Linked DNA regions of Mus musculus: region 2 is linked to region 1. A link is a contact called in public HiChIP or PLAC-seq data. All regions are on one chromosome and are shown on one strand. The core of a region is the stretch at or near the end of the contact, and the rest is flanking DNA. Distances in the headings are between cores, read along the strand shown. Region 1 overlaps Tbc1d30 (TBC1 domain family, member 30). Region 2 overlaps Tbc1d30 (TBC1 domain family, member 30).

Evidence for each region. HiChIP or PLAC-seq counts read pairs in DNA pulled down with a chosen protein or histone mark.
Region 2: a Foxp3 HiChIP or PLAC-seq map of regulatory T cells shows a contact between it and region 1, with 2.8 times the contacts expected there. The contact joins two enhancer-like sites. A contact is called at or near these places in 1 of 15 datasets of contacts at CTCF or cohesin (CD8 T cells), 10 of 484 Hi-C or Micro-C datasets (the HPC-7 cell line, the MC3T3-E1 cell line, Sertoli cells and 7 more) and 3 of 115 datasets of contacts at active chromatin or transcription factors (CD8 T cells, bone marrow-derived macrophages and regulatory T cells).

Annotation. Positions count from the first base shown.
Region 1 is chr10:121,261,216-121,268,592 of GRCm38.p6, reverse strand. Tbc1d30 (TBC1 domain family, member 30) reads left to right here. Exons shown (of 13, transcript NM_001361015.1): 13 at 969-4,774. The coding sequence ends at 1,768. Among named protein-coding and RNA genes, the nearest start is that of Gm35404, 22 kb to the right of the region's middle. Within about 2 kb of position 4,527, at least 73 of the 459 cell types and tissues checked have an H3K27ac peak or open chromatin away from gene starts, as enhancers often do. A contact at or near this core is called in regulatory T cells, where this site is marked.
Region 2 is chr10:121,326,831-121,334,207 of GRCm38.p6, reverse strand. All of the region lies in intron 2 of Tbc1d30 (TBC1 domain family, member 30), which reads left to right. Among named protein-coding and RNA genes, the nearest start is that of Tbc1d30, 21 kb to the left of the region's middle. Within about 2 kb of position 3,062, at least 3 of the 459 cell types and tissues checked have an H3K27ac peak or open chromatin away from gene starts, as enhancers often do. A contact at or near this core is called in regulatory T cells, where this site is marked.

The sequences.
Region 1 (7,377 bases), core at 3,278-5,777:
TAGCTGAGCTTTCTTTAGGAATGCATGGGGCCAGCAGAGTCTCTGTTCCATTTTAGGTCTGTGTTAGAGTCTTCATAACTGACCATAACTGAAGGAACAGCATGAAGGAAGGGGCGGCTGGGTTTGGTTTGTGGGTCATGAGGTTTCAGGCTGTGGTTGGTTGGCCCCATCCTCATGGCCTGAGATAGTGAGGAAGAGGAAGGAAGAGGAGGAGAAGGAGGAGGAAGTGGAGGAGGAAGAGGAAGAGGAAGGAAGAGGAGGAGGAGGAGGACAAGGGGGAGGAAGAGGAGGAGGAGGAGGAGAAGGAGGAAGAAGAGGAGGAGGAGGAGAAGGAGGAGGAGGAAGAGGAGGAAGAGGAGGAGGAGGAGGAAGAGGAGGAAGAGGAGGAGGAGGAGGAAGAGGAGGAGGAGGTGGTGGTGGTGGTGGTGGTGGTGGTGGTGGTGGTGGTGGTGGTGGTTATGGTAGAGAAAAACTGCTCACAGCTCTGCAGCCAGGAAGCAGAGCCACAGGGAAAGAGACTGGGAACAAGGTACACCCTTCAGTGGCATCCTCTCCCCCACGACCCACTTCTATGGGGTCACCTTTAACCACCTCCAAAGAGTTGATGCAATTTAAAATCCTGTGAGGAACAATTACCTCATGCTGTTAGGTCAACGTCATGATGATGTCATCAGTGACTGGATCTACCAGCTGTGGAGCAAGCCTTCCATACAGGAGCCCTTAGGGGGGAATACATCCATTTAAAGCATAATGTATCAGCCCACAGTGCTCTCCTATCTGAAGAGGGTGGGACTGGGTATCCCCGGCACTAGGGTTTGATTTGATTCGGTTTCTACTGTCCTCAGTCACATGGCTCTGCCAGCTTTTGGGGAAACGATTTGGGGGAAGAAATGCTCCGTGAGATTGCCGTTAAGACAGCTGTGTTTCTGCGTGGTGTGTTTCATACGGACTTTCAACCTTTCTTTCAGACAAAGGGCCGGTGACCAGCATCCTCCCATCGCAGGCAAATAGTTCTCCCGTGATCAACCACCTTCTTCTGGGGAAAAAGATGAAAATTACAAACAGAGCAGCCAAGAATGCAGTGATCCACGTGCCAGGCCACCCAGGAGGGAAAATCTCTCCCGTCCCCTATGAAGACATTAAGACAAAGCTCAACTCTCCATGGCGGACTCACATCCGAGTCCACAAAAAGAACATGCCGAGGACCAAGAGTCATCTAGGCTGCGGAGACACGGTAGGGCTGATAGAAGAACAGAGTGAAGGCTGTAAGGCCAGCAGCTTGGGGGCAGCCGAGGAGTTTCCCTCCGGTCGTACAGTAACAGCTCACAGTGAAGGCAGCAGCGGTGATGGTGATGGAGGCGGCAGCACTCCGAGGACGATCGAAGGGCAGTCTCCGGAGCCAGTGTTTGGGGATGCTGACGTCGACGTGGCTGCAGTTCAGGTGAAATTAGAAGCCTTGGAACTGAACCAAAGGGATGCCGCGGCAGAAACGGAACCCAAGGTGCACTTCCCCTGCCAGCGGCACGCTTCAGAGTTAGCCGATGCCCCTGGAGAAAACCAGACTGCCATCAAACTTCTCCCGGGAAGCACCTCAAAAACCCCCATCTTCAGCCCCTTTCCCAGTGTCAAGCCACTGCGAAAGTCAGCCACGGCCAGGAATTTGGGGTTATATGGCCCCACAGAAAGAACCCCAAACGTGCACTTCCCTCAGATGAGCAGGGGCTTCAACAAGTCCGGCATTGGGAACAGCAGCACCAAGAAGCGATGACGCCTCGAAGTGGCTCAGTGGCTAGACTCACGTGGCAGGCTACGCCCTTCCTGTTTCTTTTGTCCAATAAGAATGAACTGAGAGGTTCAGAGCTGAGCACCATCAGCCCCATCCAAACGGGAATTGGAAGTTCCATGGTGGGGACCAGATGGGACCTTTGCCCATCTGCTGGGTAAAGTGGATTCTGGTGACTAAGTAAATCTTGTGCGTCTCAAGTATGGCGTTTCCCCAATTTTCCTTGTGAGCTCTTTAGAAAAGACAACCTGTAGACTGTTAAGCCCTCTTCTGGCCTTCTCAGGGCCTTTTTGGATCCCTGAAACAACACATTCCCTGACCTTTCTGTCCTCAGGAGGTCACTAATACTCAAGCATGAACGAACACCAGCTTGCTAGAACTAAAACCGTAGAAAGTAAGTTTCTTAGTTGCAAAAAAACTTCCTGATGTTCCTCTTTCTGCTCTGTTGGGGAGGGGAGGGAGTTTGTGTGTGTATGAGTAAGAGTGCCTGTGTGTGCTTGGGTGAGAGTGTGTGTGTGTGCGCGTGCACATGTGTATACTTTAATACCTGTCTTCAGATTATTTTTTATTGATATGCTAAAGCATAGCAAAAATGTCAAGATAGCCTTTCTTTAACTTTCTATTTCTACCTGTGAAAAAGAAAATCTTCAAATAAGACGAAATTGAAGTCAATAGCCAAATTGAAGACTATATGCAGAGACACAGGTGGACTATGCATTAAGCAACTGCTCTGAACGGTTTGCTGATTGCCACCTTTCTGGAGGCTCATTTTTTTCTCGCAAGGACTCGATGGGCTCTGTGTGGAACTCCAGCATCCTCTGAACATGGTTCTGATCGCTACCAGCTCTCTCTCCACTGCAGATGCACAGCTCCAAACCAGAACACCGCACAGTGACTGTTACTTGAATTTTGTGGTTTCGGGTTGCAGTACTTTTGTTACTTTGTTACTTGAACACTGCCTTTCTCTGGAGAAGGCCCTCTTTCCCCCATGTTCTTTCTGTCTTTCCACTCCTACCCTGGTCCCAGCAGATCAGAGGGAGAGCATCTCTTGTCTCTACTATGCAGTTGGGAACTCTGAGCCACACAGGTTAAGTGGCACTTCAGTAACTCACGGTAAATAATCCAGTGTTTCTTCTACGACAAGCTGGTCTATTGCTCTTTGTCCGTGCGCACTGACTGACTACAGAGCTTGTATGAGCCAAGACTAGGAAGCCATTTAATACACAGCCTCCTAATTCAAAGGCTCGTTCTCTAGCTGGTATAGAGTCCCGGAATGGTGTTCACAGAATGAGTTGTGAAACTGCCTCACCATGAAAATTTAGTTCCTTTTCAACATGCTTCACGCGTCTATCCTTTGGATAAATGAAGGGCTCTCCACTCCGTCTCCACCATCATTAGCAGAATACAGTGATATCTTTACCTTCGTTTCCCAGAGCCTTTGGCTCCTCCCAGGAACTCTGTTGAAGCCGTCAATGTTGGTTTGAGTGAGTTGCTTTGCTATTTCTGAAACCAAATCTGGTTTCAGAAGGCTTTTACAATGAGAAGTACTCATTTTTTTAATCAGATAGAGTGGAGTTGTGTGGGCTCTTTTGAATGAAAAACCACTACAGGAATGACACATTTAATCCCCCACATGGTAGTTTTACCCCAAAGGATGCAAGATGGAATAGCTGGTAAGTTGTTACAGTTTGGGCCTGGAGTTCTATCTGAAGTTAGCAGGCCACTTCCTCTGTCTGTAGGGAAGGCTGTGGGTGGGGGGTTGCGTGGGCTTACTTTGTATGCCACCCCCAGATGATGAGACCCACTGTTTCCCAAAGTTAAGCACAAGAAGAGAATTTCTTTTATCTACTAAACTTCATTCACAACGACCACCTAATTATCATCTTTTCTCTTGATCATTCCAATTAAGCATCACACACACACACACACACACACACACACACACACACACCCCATGACTGACTTGAAGAGAAAATGGTTCTCTCTCCACCAAGATCCCTGGCTCTTGAGGGTCTTAGTGTTTGGAGGGAGAGATGGATAATTGGGTGGGGTTGTCTATCAACTGTTCTCTTAGTATCTCGTCCCCCAATATCTTAAGAAAGAGCCGGATGAGACAGCACAGGGTATGGGCCGAGTATTGGTTGAACGAATAGCTGGAAGAATATTTTTGTGTGTGTGTGGTAAAAATGACCATGTCAATTTAGGAAACCCAACAGATTCCTGTTAAAGCTCTCTGTACTGATAACATGCATGCACTGTACCAGGTAATCACAATGTGAACTGACGGACTTCTGAGCCTTGCCACTTAGAGAACAAGAACTCTGTAATAGCCTCCCCTCCCCCGCCCCTCCCCACAGCATGTACAAAGGGGCAGTTGTGACTGTCCATCTTCCCCACGTGTCGGACACTGTATGCAAACACCGGAAGAACTTAATAACTGCAGTTTATTTCCGAGTCTGCCTGTACCCTTTCAGCACTTTTTCTGGAAGTCAACTGCACCTCAGTCCTCTCCAAAAAGATCTAGATCTAAACCTAGTTTGTAATGTCGATCTATGGCTGTAACTGTTTGGAACAATGTTCTCTCTCTCTCTCTCTTTTGTCTAGTTCTGAAGAACTGTACTGATCACAGAGATATATGCATAAAGATTCTCACTGTTGTGGTGGCGGAGTCATTTCCTGTCTGAATGTGCAGGAAGCTTAGCGTTCCTTCCTCCTAGTCATTTCTCAACGCTCTCTCCTGTATCCCGCTTGATCACAGGAGCGAGGGAGACTCATTGAGGCTCCTCAGGGCCCTGTTCATTCCTGCTCTTACCACTGGGTGCAGGGCACCTTTTCATTTGCCCAGAAGGGGACAGAAGAGCAGGCTCCTGAATAGAAGCGGCCAGAGGGAGGAACGCAGGGAGGGAGAGATCATACGTATATGGTGTACATATAAGTTGACCTTTAGACCTGCTCTTTTACTTTGTTTACTAAAGGAAGCAATAATATAAATTTACTTCTTGGTCTTTGAAAAACTCCACCTGGACCGAGAGCTAGGGTCACGTGTCCAGCAGCTTGCGCCTCTCCGCATAGATTCTTATGTAATTCCCAACCTACTTCCGTTGCCACTTACAGCAGTCCTCTGAAGCAGCATTTCGAATACGTCATTTTCCCAAGTTAGAAAAGTAGCATGTTTTAGAACCTTTAGAGCCGTGGATCTTTTTTTCAGGAAGCGCGCATGCGTGTGTTTGCTTCTCACAGCTTCCGGGGGTTGAACTCAGGTCGCCAAGCTTCCATAAATAAGATTTAGAGACTATAGAAATGATTGAGATGGGGGTGGAGGGGTGGATCATAGCAACGGAAGCTTCTGTTCCCCACATGAGATCGTTCATTAAAGTCAGCAACATCTGTGGCCAGGAGCCTCTGCTTTAAAGCTATGGATGGGATGTGGGACCTGTTTGTGGATGATGGCTCACTGATAACAGTGCTTGTGCTCCCCCAAGCTGGGGAATGAATGGGGTCTGGCATCAGCTCCCACACAGGACACTGAGTATCTTGGCCCCACTGTCATAACAAGAGATCACAAACTGGGTGGCTTCATCAATAGATAGTTGTGGAGTTCTAGGGACTGGAGGTCCAAGGTAAAGATATTGGTAGGTTTGGTGTTTAGTGAAGAAGCACACTCTTCCTAGTTTGTAGGTGAACAGGTGTGCGTGTGTGTGTGTGTGTAGTGTGGGGGGGGGGGAGCGTTGCTCATCACCCATGTTCTATCATATTGCTGCCCGGGTGATCTTGGAAAAGGAAAATGTTAACAGGCCCATCTTTCTATTCCTCTGACTTTCTGGAGAAATAAAGGGCAAACTCGTTAGGAAGATCCTGAATGATTCTCTATTGTTTCCTCGTGGTCTCTCCCCGATCATCTGCATTCTTGATTTAGCATCTCCAGAACAGCGGTAGTGAGCATTTGTTGGGCTTCTGTGTGTCAGGCATTATATGTCCCTCAGGGATCACTATTCTAGGAAACAAAGCAAGGTGGTTATACTCTCGACCATTGCCACCTGGCTGATAAATCACAGAGTATGCTGTCTGGCCGAGGCCTGATAGTTTTCCTTGCTAGCTGCCTGACAAGAAGGTATAATTAATTAGTTTTGTGTTATTGTGACAAATACCTGAAACAACCAAAAGGAGATTTCTAGGCTCACGCTCCCAAAACCTTCTGTAGATGGTTGATTGGCCGTTGCTGTGTTGGGTATGTAGCAAGATGGTGGTGGTAGTGGGAGAAAGTCAACCACATTATAGCCAGATATCAAAAGCAACCAAAAAAAAGGAAAAGAGAGTGCGGGAATTGGATGTAGCCGCATGGGCCAAGATGTTTACTGCCTTGCCTGAGCATGTGCCATGAGGCTGCATGTGTGGGCTGCCTGCCAGGCTGGACCGTTCCTTGTGATCTGGACCTGTCAGCCTATTGGTGACCGACTTGAGCTCGTGCCTGGAGCGTGTGTGAATTCTGATTGGATGAGGTGGGGTGGAGCTAGATGAGGTCATTCGGTGGGAGTATAGGAGGGTTGTTTAGCCTTTGCCCTAGGTAGAAGCTAGTAGTAGTAAGAGAAGCTGTTGTAAAGGGAGTTGTTGTAAGAAAAGCTGCAAGAAGGAGAGCAAGTAAAGAAGCTACTGCGTGAACCCGTGTCGTTCCTGTCTCCGCCGGAGTGGAGATGACCTGCGACAAGAGAGAAGTCTACAGCCTCTTCGAGGATACATCCCAATGATCTGGAGACTTCTCACTAGGCCTCTTTGAAATTTTTCTACCTCATCTCAAATAGTAGCAGGGTGGAGACCAAGATTTTACCACACAGGCGTCTGGGAAAGACACTATGCAAACTATGACAGTCAAATATAACTTGAAGATTCCCCAACGTCCCAGCTCCTCAATATTTTATTCCTCCATGTTCAGAGAGCTTAGACCTCTTCCTTGTTCCAGTTGGTCTGAGGAACACCTACTCATTCTTGTAGTCTTGGCACACCACATCAGTGGGGTCACTAATCTCTGCCACTTCCTCCTCCTAAGACCAAGGGCAAGCTATTTAACATTTGGGAACGTCAATGTCCGTATCCGTAAAACCACAATCTCAGGTTCATGGTGCCTGTTGTGGTCCTAGGCTATCCTTGTTGATCAGAATTTATTGCCTTCCTTCCATAACAAAGGACTGGCTTTGCCTGGTGAGCTAGCCCCCGCCTCCCTCTGTCTATACTTCTGGTGAGATTGATGGCCCCAGAGTCCAAGGCCTAAGCTGAGAGCCCCTCAACATCTTCCTCCACCCTGGGTGTGGTGACTGATCTTTGGCTCCCACTTGAGCAAAGAAAATCAATCAATTCCTAGGCTTTCCTTTCAAGCTTTCAGGGGAGCAGACTCACTTTGATCTATTGGACTTACATTTGGAAGGGAAAAAGCCTGCAAGGCGATGCTGGCCGCTGGCCGGTTACCACGAGGGGACAGCTTGTTGGAGAATCGTGGAGTTGAAAGACAACACAGGCTCATTCCAAGTCACGTTGGCTTAGCACCAGACTTGACTCACAGCACTTCATCCTAATAACTTTTGTGACATCAGTTAACCACC
Region 2 (7,377 bases), core at 1,813-4,312, 67 kb before region 1:
GTCTTTTACCGTAAGTAAATATTTAAGATGATTTGAGTGTTCTTCCCCAAAGCATTGGCTGCTGTCTGTACGTCAGCAGACTGCATTCTTCTTGTGTTGGATACTGAATCTACAGCAGCACGCACAATCATAATGTAACATGCGGCAATGCTTGGCCCCCCCCACTTCCCAGCATTCAGGTTTGATTGACTGGCATGAGCTGACACATTGATTTGTAAGCTTCCAGAGCTGTTCTTAGGAACAGAAAAGTTTGGAAACCTGTAAACTATTCCTCAGCATTGGCAGATCCCTGAAGAGAAGGACAAAGCTTATTCTCCTTCATTCCCTTCCCGCTTTGGAGATAGTCTTCACTGTAAATCCCAGGCTGGCCTGGAACTTGCAGTGTAGCCCAGCCTGGCTGTAGACTCTCGGGGATCCTAGGCATGGACCACAGCATTCAGCCGAATCCTGGTTTTGTGACCATGTGGGCCTACTTGACCTGGCAGTGATCACTGGTGACTGTTGTTTGTTTAACTGTGTAGCGTTTACATCGTGCGTGTTCACAGTTCACTTGCATGCCCACACAGATCAATTGGCCTGGTCTCCCCCGGCAAAATGCCAACCTGTATCTTCTTCGGATCTCTAGCATCTTGTGCGTGCACCTATTGCTGGCTGTGGCTGGAGAGACAGATTATCTGACCTCTCTTTAGATGTGTGGCGGCTAATGTAATTGAGAATCTTTGTTGCCAGCCATGCTAATTTATTTCTCTAGTTCACATCCTTGCTTTGCTCCATGTCTACATTCCATCCCATTGCCTTACCACAGGCTTAGAGTTTTCAAAACCTACTTTGGTAAGGGTTCTTAAATGTTTTAACCTAGTGGAAAGGAAAGGTTAATAGGGCAAAGGGGAATGTGAACCTGTTTAGAAACAGTTCTTTGGAGCGAATTTAATCTTCATTGTCAGGTTATCAGCAGTTCAGCTTACAGGAATCAGCAGTGGTCGCTCAATCCACTCACAGATACTGTTCACGAGTCAGCAACAACAGTTTGATCCAGAAGAAACTGCAAGGCCCTGCCAGTCGGCCCGAGTCTGTGGAAGTGACAAGAATCCTCTCGAACATCATGAGAAACTCTTTGGTGCGTTTCTCTCTATGAAGTCATGACAAATGATGATCAGAAGGCCAGGCGAACCATCTCTCTGGGTCCCTTTTATTAGGTTTCTATCTCTATTGGATCTTCCAAATTGATTTTATCTTTCATGAAACTAGGCTTTCATCAACTAGCTCAGTGGTAGAACACTTGCCTAGCACACACAAGGTCCTGAGTTCAGCTCCTAGCACCAGAAGATTAATTAATCAACTAGTTAATTAATTAGATACGATAACTCAAGCATAGTGGTACATGCCCGTAATTTCAACACGTGGGAAGGACTGTGAGTTTGTGTAAAGCCTGGGCCATAAAGTGAGATGCTGTTTCAAAAAAATAAGTCAATAAAATAGATGTGATATTATTGGCCAGGTGTGGTGGCACACACATTTAGTTCCAACACTCAGGAGACAAAGGCAGGCAGAGCTCTGTGAGTTTGATCTACAAATCAAGTCCAGGACAACTAGAGCTATTACACAGAGAAACCCTTTCTTGAAAAGCTGCCAAAACAAACAAACAAAACAAACAGAAATTAACACTAAAATTGTACTTGAACATTAGACTACTATTCCATTTTTCTATTTTTCTTATGCTTTTTTTTTCTTTTTTCTCTGTATAGCCCTGGCTGTCCTGGAACTCACTTTGTAGACCAGGCTGGCCTCAAACTCAGAAATCCACCTGCCTCTGTCTCCCAAGTGCTGGGATTAAAGGTGTGCGCCACCACGCCTGGCTCTTATGCTTTTCTTAACTTACAAAGTGAGCAGTAATATTGATCTTACAGATTTCAAGAATGTTTTGGAGACAAAACTAAAAGTGTTTTGATATGTAAAATGTGTAGGCATATGTGTGCGTGTGTGCATGTACATGTGGTGTGTGTGTGTGTGTGTGTGTGTGTGTGTGTGTGTGTGTAGGGTTTGTGGGCTGTGTGGGGTATGTGTGTGCATGTGGGCATGTATGTGTAGTGTGTAGAATGTGAGTATCGATGCCCCAGTGCAGTTAGAGTCAGTTGTGAGCTGCCTGATGTGGGTGCTAAGAATCAAACTCAGCTCCTCTACAGGAACAGCATGCTGTCACAGCAGCTGAGCTGACTCCGGGCCTCAGCTTATTATTGAACATAGGACATTAGTGTATAGCAACTGCTTTCTTAGATTTAAAGCAAGTGGAGGTATGGCGATCATCAAGTACACACTTGCTTTATGACAACATTAATACAATCTTTGCATGTGGGTGGAAAGAAGCAAATGAAAGAGTTGTTTCCCAAGGCTACAGAGTAGCAAGCTTAGGTCATGGGGGGCGGGGGTGGCGGCACGGGGGAAGGGGGGGTGCTGTTTGCACAATGTCCTTCTAAGAGCATGGTGAAGTTTTATGCTGAGTGTACAGCTGACCCTGTCTCTTTCCCTGGTGGTAGGAGGTCGTTTCTTTCTTTCCTTTATACCTGTTCATAATGGGCTATATAGAGAAATTTATTTTGATGTTGCTGATTGGAAAAGATGTATTTCATGCCTAGCTTACTCAAGTTTTTGTGCATATGATTGTGTGATTGTGTGTATCCAGGTGCATGTATGCCATTTCATGAATTAATTACTTTTGAGACGCGGTCTCTCACTGACTTAGAATTCACCCAGCTCATGGCTCATGCTTATTCTTCTCCAAGTACTTTTCCGACTGAGCCATCGTTGTAGCTCTCCCCGACGCCACCCTCCACCCCATCTCCATTTTCGTTGTCCAATATTGCCTTCTTAATACACTCACAGAAAAGGGCTCATTCAGGGCTTAGCTGTGAAGTGTGGCACGTGGCTGTGATCTTCTTGTAAGGGTTTGGTCATGGGTGGAAGTTGTGAGATGGGTAATGTGGTTTCAGTGCTTGTCCCTGGGTCTTTCAGTTCAGAGGGGTAGGAAAGGTCACCTCACATCTTGCCGACACTACCTGGTTTGGCCAGCAGAGGGCAAGCCGGCTCCTTTCCTTTGTCGGACTTGGGATTCTGTCTTGTTTGCTCTATTTCGTTTTCATCAACAACTTACAGGGTCACCAACATTCTAGACCCAGTTGTGTGACTAGAAATTACTAGGGGACGGATACAGAATCCCTTTCTTTTCCCCACACAACTTGACATGCTGAAGGACGTCCCTCTCAGTGCACATTTACGACTCTTTCGGTATGTTCTGTCTTGAGGACCTCCCATAACAGGCATAAAGACCTCAATCTTAAGGCTCTGTAAATGGGAAATGTTTGAGGTCTCCATGTGTTGTGTGATGACTCTTAGTGGCTCATCACAGAGGCTTCTCCTGTTCAGCATCCAATCAGGCCCACAACATGGCGACTCCCCACAAGACACAGAGACTTTTATGTAGCTAAATGTCTTTACATATCCATACAAAGAAGGTGTCTGATAATAATCGTCCTTTTAAAGGGAGAAGCTAAATGTGTGGACAGCACTGGGTTATGAGATTGTGAAGTTAGGAGTTTTATTCTGTTTGTGTGTATTTGTGTGTGTGCTCTAGTGTGTGCACTCACATGAATGCACATGTGTATGCTCTTTTGAGATAAGGGCTTACTGTATAGCGTAGGCTGACCTTGAACTTTAACATCCTCTGCCTTTGTAGCCTGTGGAGCATGATGAAAGCTGTGCACATGGTGGCCTACACTGTCTGTGACACTAGGACTTATATTGTCCATCCTGGCCCAGAAGCTTCAGCCTGTGGAATAGCTGGATCTGTTGGTGTTTCGCTGTGCTCGGCTCCCTCTCTCAGGGGCCTGTGTTTGTTTGTGTGTTTATTTTAGATTCCCCTCTTTGTCTTGTTTAGCTCTTTGCAAAGCAATATTTTACCTAGGGACTTACCAGTGACTGGCGACTCCTTTCCAGGGTATCTCATTGCAAACAGTCTTTAACCTTCCTACATTCTGTCTCTGGGTGGGTGACTCCTACATCAGAGCTCCTGGGGAAATGGCCTTTTCTGCTGTTCTCCTCCTGAACCATACTTTAAAAAGCATAGAGTTATGCATAGAGACACACACCTGTGATCTCAGCACTTGAGAGCCCAAGGCAGGAAGATCGACCACAAGTTCAAGCCCAGCCTGAGCTATATAGCTAGCTGCTGTCTCAGAAAACACAACTGCAAATCTATTTCTGTAGAATTTTCTGTGGATTTCTGTCTATACTGTGCTAATAATCAATCAGGCCCCTGTGAAGGCCAGTGAAACAGAAATGCCACTGTGTGGGCCTCTGGTGTCAGTGTCATGTCTGAAGCCACGCCCACTGCACAGGTGGTTAGGGCCAGGATTTCTTAAGCTTCTTAAATCCAATTAACACTTTTCATGCGTCAGCTTTAATCTGTGTCTTTCTGGAAGCCATATCAATAGTGTATATCAGTGTCACAAATGTACTTAGTTTTAGAGGGCTCAAATGATCCAAGTTTTCCCAAGTTCAGCACGAAGCCCTTCCTTAGAGTACATACCTCCTGGCTCCCTCCTGCTCCCATGACCTCAAGCCCTCGGCGAGTGAAAATTCTCCTCTTGCATTAGAGCCAACCCATAGCTAAGTCAGTCCAACCCCTCACTTCCGGGCAGTGCGTGTGTGTGTGTGTGTGTGTGTGTGTGTGTGTGTGTGAGAGAGAGAGAGATTTGTTTTAGTGTTCTGCATCGGGCCATCCTATTTTACTTGTGGGATTTCTATTCTCACTTTACTCCAGATTTGCCCCTCCTCTTCATTCTCCAAAGTTTCCCCACCATAAACCTGGAAGGTTACTTTATTAAAGGTTTTGGGTAATGAAGGGAAACTGTAGCAAGGGAGAAAATAAGAACTGGTTAATGAACTGAGTCTTAGTATTGATCTCAGCTGTTCTTAGATGTAGAATTCTCTAAGAACCTTCTGCTTTAGGTCTTCATAATCGATCTTATAGTTCAGCTGTCCTTACAGATTCAAATTCAGGACGTGGGCCTCCGCTCTGGGGTGGAATGCTTTTGTTCTGAGTCAAAACCTCAAGCACCCGACTGCTCTTCCGAAGGTCCGGAGTTCAAATCCCAGCAACCACATGGTGGCTCACAACCATCTGTAACGAGATCTTCTGGAGTGTCTGAAGACAGCTACAGTGTACTTAACATATAATAAATAATAAATAAATCTTAAAAAAAACCCCTCAGTTCTACAAAGAAACAAATACAACTCCCCCCCCCCCCCAACAAGTGAAGCCTACAGTGTATCAAGTTACAGCCTTCCTATCCTAGGAGGCAAACGTACATCCTGGTGTGACCTATTTTTTCTTGCACAGAAGAGTCAGCCATAGATAACTTGGCTGCACGTAACATCTGGCTGTGTGGTTGTGTTTTACCTGGATAAGTTCAAACAGGATGGTGGGGGAGGAATTCTGTTCTATCTCATTGCTGCTGCCAAGATAAAACACCTCATCTAAAAGCAACGTAGGGAGAAGGGGTTACTTAGCTTGCACTTCCAGGTTCCAGTCCATCATAGCCGGGAAGCCAAGGCAGCAGGAACTTAGAATGTTCACATCACATCTTCAGTCAGGAATAGAGCGAAATGAATGTGTGCACACTCGGTCGCTTGCTTGTGCTCAGTGTTATTTTTCTATGCTTATGCAGAGTCCCTGCCTAAGTAATGGTGCTGCTCACAGTGGCATGGGCACTCCATATCAGTTATCTTATTTATTTATTCTTTTTCAAGACAGGGTTTTTCTGTAGCCCTGGCTGTCCTGGAACTCACTTTGTAGATCAGGCTGGCCTCGAACTCAGAAATCCGCCTGCCTCCGCCTCCTAAGTGCTGGGATTAAAGGCGTGTGCCACCAAACCCGGCTCATATCAGTTATCTTAAGACAACTCCCCATAGGTCAACCTAACATTGACAGTCCCTCCTGTGACTTTCTTCACACGTGATTCTGGGTTTTGTCGGCTTGACAATTAAAGCTGACCCCCACACATTCTAACTATTTCTCTTTAACTAAAGTTCATTTTCAGCCAAACTGTGCACCAGGTACTGTAATGCAAACATTGGACTCACAGCCCATGCTGACTCTATCAAAGCTTTGACATGATAAATGATTCATGCAGTCTTTAATTTCTCTACTGAGTCTAATACAATGTAAGATTTTTTTGAGCACTTAAAAAAAAAAACCCAGGGCATTTTGGGTTGAATCATCTCAGATGTTTTCTTAATTTCTGTGCCACAGTGATTACAACAGCTGCTTCTCACTGAAGAGGGAGCACAACGTTGGCACAAAAATTATTTCTAACTGATTATACCCTGCATCATGGACACCTTCTCTGTATGGAGGGTCCTCAGTTTACTGCTGTGGTTAACTCACCAACCAGTCTGTTTCCTTTCTGACATAAGTCAAGTTATTTTTAGAAATCATTTCTGAAGTTTCTTGGGAAACTTGAAGGTTGACCAGATGTCTCCTGGGTGGCTTACAGGGCGGGTTGCTGCAGAGAGGAATATTTGGAATGTACAGTAAATGTTTAGTAAAGCCCATCTCTCATGTCCTGACTGACTTCTGTAGGCTCTGTCTTGGTACCTTGTGCAACAGCCAGGTCTGCTGCACTCACCGACGAGCTTTTACATCCCCTCTGCTGTTCAGGACTTTCAGGCTAACCAACACAGACGGACTGACCTTGTTGAAACTGCTTGTTGGTTATCTGTGCCATTACAATATTAATAAATGACGTAAGAAGAATCTGCAGAAATGATGGGTGTACCACACTCAGTTGGGAACACAAACGGGGCTGAGAGCAAGTCTATTTTAGGACTGTCCAGGATGCTTTCATCCTAGTCAAGCAGAGTTATCTGGCTGTATTTTGTTAACATAGTTGTTAGAGTGTGGTTTTAGTATTAAACGGGGTTCATAATCCAACTACCTAGCTGTTCAACTCTGGAGGAAGTTGTTTAATCTCTTACATTATTCATGTTCTTTTTATTTCTCTTTGTTGTATGACTTTTCTTGGGGAGATGTGAACAATGTCTGTTCATCATAGAAGGGATACCAAAAGAACCAAGAAATGATTCCACCCAAGTTTGGCTGGCTGAACTAAAGAGGTATTGGGATTACTTAAGCCTGGATGAGGGGTTAGCTACAGGACAGAAGGCAGCTGCATTGCCAAAGAGCCCACCCTAGCATGGTGATGGCTCCCACAAACTGAACCGCTACAGTTTCCTGTACTACGTATGGGCTGTTGTACCTCCAATGAGCCTCCTCCCTGGCAGTGACTTACCATTTATATCCACGGAGCGGGGAGGTGTCTC